3 separate regions of the Sus scrofa genome follow, and regions 1 and 2 are each linked to region 3. The links are chromatin contacts, called in public HiChIP or PLAC-seq maps. All regions are on one chromosome and are shown on one strand. Each heading gives the region's core, a stretch centred on a gene start, on an enhancer-like site or on the middle of the called end of the contact. The rest is flanking DNA. Distances are from core to core; before and after follow the strand shown. Region 1 has its middle 57 kb from the start of EDN1. Region 2 has its middle 37 kb from the start of EDN1. Region 3 overlaps HIVEP1 (zinc finger protein 40).

The links. HiChIP or PLAC-seq counts read pairs in DNA pulled down with a chosen protein or histone mark.
Region 1: a contact with region 3 is called in an H3K27ac HiChIP or PLAC-seq map of alveolar macrophages. The contact joins two enhancer-like sites. A contact is called at or near these places in 1 of 47 Hi-C or Micro-C datasets (embryonic fibroblasts) and 1 of 2 datasets of contacts at active chromatin or transcription factors (alveolar macrophages).
Region 2: an H3K27ac HiChIP or PLAC-seq map of alveolar macrophages shows a contact between it and region 3. The contact joins two enhancer-like sites. A contact is called at or near these places in 1 of 47 Hi-C or Micro-C datasets (embryonic fibroblasts) and 1 of 2 datasets of contacts at active chromatin or transcription factors (alveolar macrophages).

Annotation. Positions count from the first base shown.
Region 1 is chr7:8,693,575-8,696,274 of Sscrofa11.1, forward strand. No RefSeq gene overlaps it. Among named protein-coding and RNA genes, the nearest start is that of EDN1, 57 kb to the right of the region's middle. Within about 2 kb of position 1,332, at least 18 of the 83 cell types and tissues checked have an H3K27ac peak or open chromatin away from gene starts, as enhancers often do. A contact at or near this core is called in alveolar macrophages, where this site is marked.
Region 2 is chr7:8,713,771-8,716,470 of Sscrofa11.1, forward strand. No RefSeq gene overlaps it. Among named protein-coding and RNA genes, the nearest start is that of EDN1, 37 kb to the right of the region's middle. Within about 2 kb of position 1,296, at least 8 of the 83 cell types and tissues checked have an H3K27ac peak or open chromatin away from gene starts, as enhancers often do. A contact at or near this core is called in alveolar macrophages, where this site is marked.
Region 3 is chr7:8,537,089-8,539,788 of Sscrofa11.1, forward strand. All of the region lies in intron 2 of HIVEP1 (zinc finger protein 40), which reads left to right. Among named protein-coding and RNA genes, the nearest start is that of HIVEP1, 23 kb to the left of the region's middle. Within about 2 kb of position 1,288, at least 15 of the 83 cell types and tissues checked have an H3K27ac peak or open chromatin away from gene starts, as enhancers often do. A contact at or near this core is called in alveolar macrophages, where this site is marked.

The DNA.
Region 1 (2,700 bases), core at 82-2,581, 160 kb after region 3:
AGAGCTTAAGTAACTTGCTCCAGTTCACACACGAATTCTGAGCTTCCACGACTCACAAAAGGAGATGCTGCCAATCCATTGGCCTTTGTTGTCTTAATGATATTTCATTATTATTTAAAAATACGTCATGAAACATTTCACATATACAAAAAAATCTCAGGTGGTATAATGAAGTTCTTACTGGTGAACTTTCTAGGACATAAAGCAGAGCAGAAAAAGAGTCCATCTTAGGGTCAGGGCTGGGAAGGAGGAGGCAAACAGAAAGCAGTCAACTCCTGGAGTTCCCATCATGGCTCAGTAGTTTACAAACCCGATTAGTATCCATGAGGACACAGGTTCAATCCCTGGCCTTGCTCAGTGGACCAAGGATCTGGCGTCGCCATGAGCTGTGGTGCAGGTTGCAGATGTGGCTCGGATCTGGCATGGCTGTGGCTGTGGCTGTGTCTGGCAGTTGTAGCTCTGATTCAACCTGGGAACCTCCATATGCCTCCTGCGTGGCTCTAAAAAAACCAAAAAAAAAAAAAAAAAGAAAGAAAGTAATCAACTCCTACGCATTATCTCTATCTGTTAGACACAGGGCAATTGGAATTAAGTTTCATGAAAATGTTTATATTCTTGGTTTCATCATTCACCTCTAGGAATCTCTCCTATGGAAACTATTTGAGGAAAATACATTTTTCATTGTGTTGTTATTTATAACCAAAAAAAAAAAAAAAGAGAGAGAGAGAGAGAGAAGGAGTTTAACTTCTTGGATATTAGATTAGTTAAGTAAGTTGTGATGCATCCATGCGATGGAGTTAGGTAGCCCCCATAATCACGGTCTTTGTGGGGTTTTGCGCCTCCATCATCCATTCCGTTCGTACCCTCACCATCCTCTTCTCTATTTAAAAAATTATCTTTCCTTCATGCAGCAAAATATCATGATGTGGACGTCAAAAACAAATTTTATATGCATGCATATATAATGAAAAAAATACAACACTCCTGTTTTTATCTCCCAGGTGAAGGTGTGAAATAGCATTGAACCCCACAATGTAGCCTCTCTAACCGCAGCCCCTGGATAAAGGCTCTCGGCTCCGTGCCTGTCTTTCCCCTCATGTCTTTATTCTTTCATTTGTAGATCCCTCTACACGATAGCTTTCAGTTTCGCATGCTTTTCAGTGTAATGGGGTAATGGTGTCATGACTGTATTTTTTGATACCCGTCTTTCATTTTCCCTTTTCCATCTGCCTCTCTCCCAGTTTCTCTTTCCTTCCTCCTACCCTCGTTTCGTCATTCACACCAGCCTCCAGAATCACAATCACGGAGCGGGGAGGGGTGAGGCGTCAGGTGGAGTTTGGCACAATAAAGCTGCAAGTGGCGGTGCAGCGAGCTGGGATTGAGAGCAGGAGAGCAGACAATGACTTTGCAACATTAAAGACATAGCATGAGAGTCTCCAATTCATCTTTCCCTTCACTGAAGGGTTTAGTAGAAATTCTCCTCTCCGTTCCTTCTCCCCCTTCCCCCCCAACCTCGCTGCCTCTCTTCCCGTCTCCCTACACCTTCCACTGGACATTTGGCAAATCAGTCTCCGGAGTGAAGTCTGTTCTACTTAACAATAAGCCCCTCTTGCAGTTGGAGTCACCAAACCGCACCGTCAGCCGCAGAGACAGCCGTAAACCCTGCTCTCACAGGAGAGCAGCCTGAGCAGGGATTTGATAGAGGGAGTTGAGAATACAATAGGCAGAGTCTGTGATGAGAACAGAAGAGGCTGATGGCTACACACCACTCCATCTTAGTGGGCAAGAGGGTAGCACTCCAGATTTGTCATCGCCTGGGGGTCTGGCAGGGTCATTAGCATGTGCCAATAAGCATGAGAAAGAAACAGAAAATAACCAGTATCTGGGGGGCGCCTGCCTGCCTGCCTCTCTCTCCTGTGCAAACAGCAACTGGGAACTCCGACCTAGCGCCCTCATGGGGGAGGGACAAACCTGGAACAGTTCTGAGGTGATGAAAGAATGAAGCCGTGAAGAGGTAACATTCTGCTCCTGGTCTGAGAAAGAGGAAAGATTCATCTTTAATAATAACAACTGCAAAGGGCACAGTCGTCCAGGTAGAATCCTCTTACACCAGCACCCTGGCAGGTAGAAAGGGGAAAGGGTGGCTGGCACACATGTGTGCATGCGGGTGGCCAAATGGCAAGGCAGGAGTCCAAGGAGAGTTGTCTGAAAGCCCCCAGGTAGACACAGGGTGCAGGTAAGCCTAGCCCCGCCCAGGATCATGGCTCCTTCCGGGATGGCATATTGCAAGCACTGCATCAATGATTCACATCACCTATGAGTATGCTTAGGGATAGATTTATGAACAAAGTTTCTAAGTCGTGCAGAAAAAAAAAAAAAAAAAAGATTGATTTAGGCGAGTGTGGATTTAGTTTAACCAAGCTATTCTGTGCCTTTCTCTAGCGAGGTGAGTCTAGGCTAACATCACTCTGGTTCTTGGTCGTCTCCAGCTCCGAGATGCTCATTTATCCTCTGTGGATGGCAGGAGTGTGTGCAGAAGGTGCTGTAATAAAATACAGCTCTGGAATTTGCTACAGCTTCCCATCAAAAGCCACGCCTTCCTCCCCTCTCTTGGCAGAGTTGCCTCCCGTTGTAGAGTCTGACAAGGGCAGAGAATCATTTTCCTGGTGTATCTGCCAGCTCGCCAGGGCCATGGCTCCC
Region 2 (2,700 bases), core at 46-2,545, 180 kb after region 3:
TAATACTACTTACTCTGTCTGCTTTACAAGATCTTTGTAAGTCAATTGCTATTATGTAACACTGTTCGGTGTTATTTATTTGCATCTGAATAGAATCTAGAGCAGTGCAAAGCAGGTGCTCAATAAACATGAGGTAATTAAATGACTTTTTGGAAATGTCCTGTCCACCGTAAAAGCACGGTACTGATGTTTTTCTCATACTTCTCAGAGCTGACCCTAGTAGCGGGCCATGTTCTAGACCCCTGTTTCTGTGGTGTGCAGGGTTCTGCCCTGGCTGGGTTGCAGGGATCCCTTTCCAGGCCACAGCATCTTCTTGTTTTCTGGGAGCCCATCTCCTCATGTGGATCTAAACCACTGCCCAGCAGACGGCGTATGTAAACACTGTGGCTGAACAGCAAATGTTGGTCCCCAAGAGGGCTAGTCTTATACATTCATAACACATTTTCATGCAACACAGGATGACTGTTCCTGGAAGTGGGAATTGCATTGGTCTAGGAAATTTCAAGGGAGTTAAAGCAAGGGACGATAATAAATACCAGGATTATAGCAAAAAAGGAGAACTTTAGAAGCATTCTCATGAAGAATTCCTGTTTGTACATGTCTTATGGATTGAATGCTGTAACCCTTAAATTCACGTGTGGAAGCCCTAAGCCTTGATGGGACCGTGTTTGGAGATGGGTCTATAAGGAGTGATCAAGGTTAAATGAAGCCGTAAGAGTGAAGCCTTAGTTCTCCTACACAACTTGTCCTTCTAAGAAGAGGAGAAGGCACCAGGGCTCTTTCTCTCCCCACTCCAGCCCCCACCCCTGGGGGCCCCAGAGGGAAGGCGGCATGTGGGTGGAGCAAGAAGGCAGCCATCTGCAACCAGAAAGTGGAATCTAGACTCCTGAACTATGAGAAAACACATTTCTGCTAAGCAACCCAGTTTGTGGTATTTTGTTACGGCAACCAAAGACAAGTGTTGGTACAGAGAATGAGGTGCTTCTATTACAAAGGCTTAAAAATGTGGAAGTGGCTTTGGCACGGGGTGCAGGGTGAGGTCTAGAAGAGTTTTGAGGTGCACGGTAGAAAACGCTTCGGTTGCCTCGAAAGGACTATGGATAGAAATGTAGACATTGAAGCAATTTTGATGAGGGCTCAGAAGGAAAAGGGGCAAGGGGGCTAGAGAGAAAGCCTCTGTCATCTTAGGGAACACATATTTCACCATGAACAGAATGGTGGTGGAACTATGGACCCTGCAGGACGTTCTAATGAAGTTTCAGAGAGAAATGAGGAACAGAGCATCAAAAACTGGAAGAAAGGCAAGCCTCGTGACAAAGCGGCAAAGAACTTGGCTGAATTCTGTTTTCATGTTTTGTGTAACTTAGACCTTGGGAGTGACGTAACTGGATATTTAGCCGAGGAGAGTTCTAAGCACAGTTGAAGACATAGCTTACGAGCTCCTTACTGCCTACAGCAAAATGCAAGAGGACAGAGGAAATTGAAGGAATTGTTAAACAAAAAGGAACCAGAGCTTGACGATGTGGACAATTCTCAGCCTATCCATTTTGCAAAATTGAAGAAGGCACACTGAAGAGATCACGAAAGGTGTTCTTATTCATTTGATAAGGGGATCAGGAGGGGTGTAAACCACGAATTTAATGAGCCATTTTCCCAGAAACCAGGATGGAGATGGGATTATACCACCAGAAACCTTGCCAGCTGGGACCAAATGGAACAGGGAACATAGAAGAGTGAGGCAGTCAGGCCTCTGGGATTCTATAGACTGGACAATAGAGCTATCCAATTGTAAACTTGATTTATCCTTCAAGAAAAGGGAAGAATGGTGCCAAAGGTGACTCAGAGGCCATCAGGATTATCACAGAAGCCTAGGGAGCAGGGCTGGTTCCTCTTTGGTTTCAAAGGTTCTCATTAGCAGGCCAGGGCCTGCCTCTTGGGCAGGGCCGCGACCTAGGCCCATTGTGATGACACTGCTGTCCCAGGAGGCCCGAGAGGATGAGCACCAGGTCAGAGAAGATTATTCTTTTTTTTTCTTTTTAGAGCTGCACCCATGGCATATGGAAATTCCCAGGCTAGGGGTCGAATCAGAGCTACAGCTGCTGGCCTACACCACAGCCACAGCACCAGATCTGAGCTACGTCTGCAACCTACATGACAGCTTCTGGCCATGCTCGATCCTTAACCCACCAAGAGAGGCCAGGGATCGGATCGAACCGAACCCACATCCTCATGGACACCATGTTTTGGTCTTAACCCACCGAGCCACACTGGGCCTCCAAGAGAGGATTCTTCTTATTTTTTTTTTTCCCCTTTGGTTTTTAGGGCTGTACCTGTGGCATATGGAATTTCTCTGGCCAGGGGTCGAATTGGAGCTGCAGCTGCTGGCCTAAACCACAGCCACAGCAACATAGGATCCGAGCCTCAATGACAAACTATACCATAGCTCATGGCAATGCCGGATTCCCGAACCACTGGGCAAGGCCAGGGATCAAATCCGCATCCTCATGGATGCTAGTTGGATTCTCTTCCACTGTGTCACAACAGAACTCCAAGAAGGTTATCCCTGAGCTTTAACATCTAATGGGTTTTGCTTTGCTCAGGACCTGACTCTCCCTCTTTCTGATTTCTCCCTCTGATGTCTATCCCACGTGTGTCTCGTCATTGCATTTTGAAGGCACAGAATTGGTCTGGTTCCACAGC
Region 3 (2,700 bases), core at 38-2,537:
TTTTTTCTTCTTTTTTTTGGCTGTGCACACAGCGTGTGGAAGTTCCCGGGCCAGAGACTGAACCTGTGCCACAGCAGCAACCCGAGCCACAGCAGTGACAATGCCGGGTCACTAACTGAGCCACAAAGGAACTCCTTCATGTAGCATTTTTGTAAGGCATATCTTCTGTCAATAAATTTATCTTTTCAAAAGGTCATGGGGTGTCTTTTTTTTCTCGTTCAGTTTTGAAGAGGGTTTTCTGGTTGTAGAATTCTTGGCTGGTAGCTCCCCTTCCCCCCAGCACTCTGCATATCCCATTGCCCTTGGTCCTCGATTGTTTCTGATGAGAAGTCACGTGTTTCTCTGCATGATGGGTTGGTTTTTGCGTGCCGTTTTCAAGTTTTTCCTCTTTGTTTTTGGCCTTCTGCAGCTTGAGCACTGAGTTTAGATTTGGATCTCATTGTGTTTATCCTGTTTGGAGTTCTTAGATATGGAGATCAGTGAGTTTGTCTTTTTTATCAAATTGGGGACATTTTAGGCCATTGTTTCTTCACATATTTTTTTCCACCCTTTTCTCTTCTCCCCTTACATATATGTTGGTAAGCTAGATGTTGTTTCACAGGTCTCGGAGGTTCTGTTTATTTTTCTTTGATCTTATTTCTTTGTTCCTCAGGTTGGTTAATTTCCTTTGAGCTATTCTCAGTTGTCCCAGTTTTTTCTTATGCCAGTTCACATTTGCTGTTGAGTCCCTCTAGTAGATTTTTCTTTCCATTTACTGTACTTACCAATGCCAGTTTCCATTTGGTTCTTTTTTGCAATTTCTATCTCTTGTTGAGATTCTCTATTTGTTGAGTTATTGTCATACTTTAATTCTTTGAACATGATTTCCTTCAGTTCTTCCGATGTGTGTGTGTGTGTGTCTGAAGTCTTGTCCTGTAAATTCCAACATTTGGGAATTCTAGGGATAGTTTCTATTGACTGCCTTTTTCCCTCCTGAGTATGGGTCATGCTCTCTTGTTTATTTTCATGTCTCCAAGTTTTTTGTAGACCTTCTTACATTTCAGGCAATAGTTTGTAGCAACTCTGGATTCTGATTCTTGTCTGCTCAAGAATTGTCATTTCTGTTGTTTGTTTAGTAACTTTCCCAGAGTCAGTCTGTGAAGGCTGTCGCTCCCATATTGCTTGGCTGCTGATGTCTCTTGTTCAACTTGTTTTTTGTCTCTTTTTGTTGTTGTTGTTACTTTTAAGCCTAGCTTCCCAGTGGTTACCCTTGTTGCGACATAATTTTGTGTTCAGCCAAAGACTAATCAGATGTTGACACAGTCAGTAGAGCTTTTGCTCTCTGCTGGTGGATTCATGTAGGGCCGGGGAGGACATTCACATTTCAGGCAATTATTGTGTCTGCCTTGCCTTTTACTTTCAGCTGGCCCCCCTCACATCTTTGTGTGTGCCAATGCCAGCAAGGGATGTTGGGGGAGAGGCATGTGAATCCACTCTGGCATCTCTGATGTGTGTGCAGAATCTCTGGTTAGCCTGGGATATCCATGGAGAGCTGTCTCACCTCCCAGAACTCCTGGCTGATCTGGTCTCTTGCTTGACCCACCATGACCTTATCCTCAGGCTAGTAGGGCCCTAGGCCTGTGTTCTCCCACTAATGGGATTGCCTCTTTAACTGACAGCAGCCTGGATCTAGTGAGTCCAGCCTGGCAGTGGCAGTGAAGCTGTTGGCTTTCTCAGCTGAGCCCCCTCAGTTAAACTGATGGAGCTGAGGGTGAGGGGACCTGAATAGCCCAGAGCGGAAAGGCTGTGGGCATGTGCCGTGCTGGTCTTAAATGAAGTTTGGTGCTTTTCATGAAGACACATTTCTGTGTATGGCTTTCACTGACCTCCAGAGTGCTGAAGCATTTTTCGTTTGTTTGTTTGCAGTTTTGTCTCGCTTTAAAAGTTGTGTTGAGGGAGAGGATTTATTGATGTCTCATTTTGTGATTGCTGCATTTCCTCTGGAAGTGTTGTGAGTGTCCCCCTGTGGCAGGCACGACCCTGGGCCTTGTGTACATCAGGTTGCACAATGCATTTTGGAAAGCTTCTGCTCGACTGCTCATAGATACCCAGTGAGTTGGCTGAAAATCGAGTTGCTTTTTAAAAGATACGGAAAAGTGGGAGTTCCTGTCATGGCTCAGTGGTTATTAAGCCCGACTAGTATCCATGAGGACCGGGGTTCAATCCCTGGCCTCGCTCAGTGGGTTAAGGATCTGGTGTTGCCTTGAGCTGTGGTGTAGGTCACAGACATAGTTTGGATCCCATGTTGCTGTGTCTGTGGTATAGACCAGCAGCTACAGCTCCGATTTGACCCCTAGCCAGGGAACCTCCCTATGCGAAGAGTGCAGTCCTAAAAAGACATGCATACATACATACATACATACATACATACTAAGGAAAAGTGAGGAGTTCCCATTGTGGCTGAGTGGGTAAAGAACCCAACATAGTGTCCATGAGGATGTGGGTTCCATCCTCATCTTGCTCAGTGAGTTAAGGATCTGGCATTGCCAGAGGCTACAGTGTAGGTCACAGATGCATGCAAGGATCTGGCACTGCTATGGCTTTGTGTAGTCTACAGCTGCAGCTCCAGTTCAGCTTCTAGTCTAGGAACTTCCATATGTTGCAGGTTCAGCTGTTAAAAAAAAATTAAAAAATAAAAATGAAAGATAGGAAAGGTGAGAT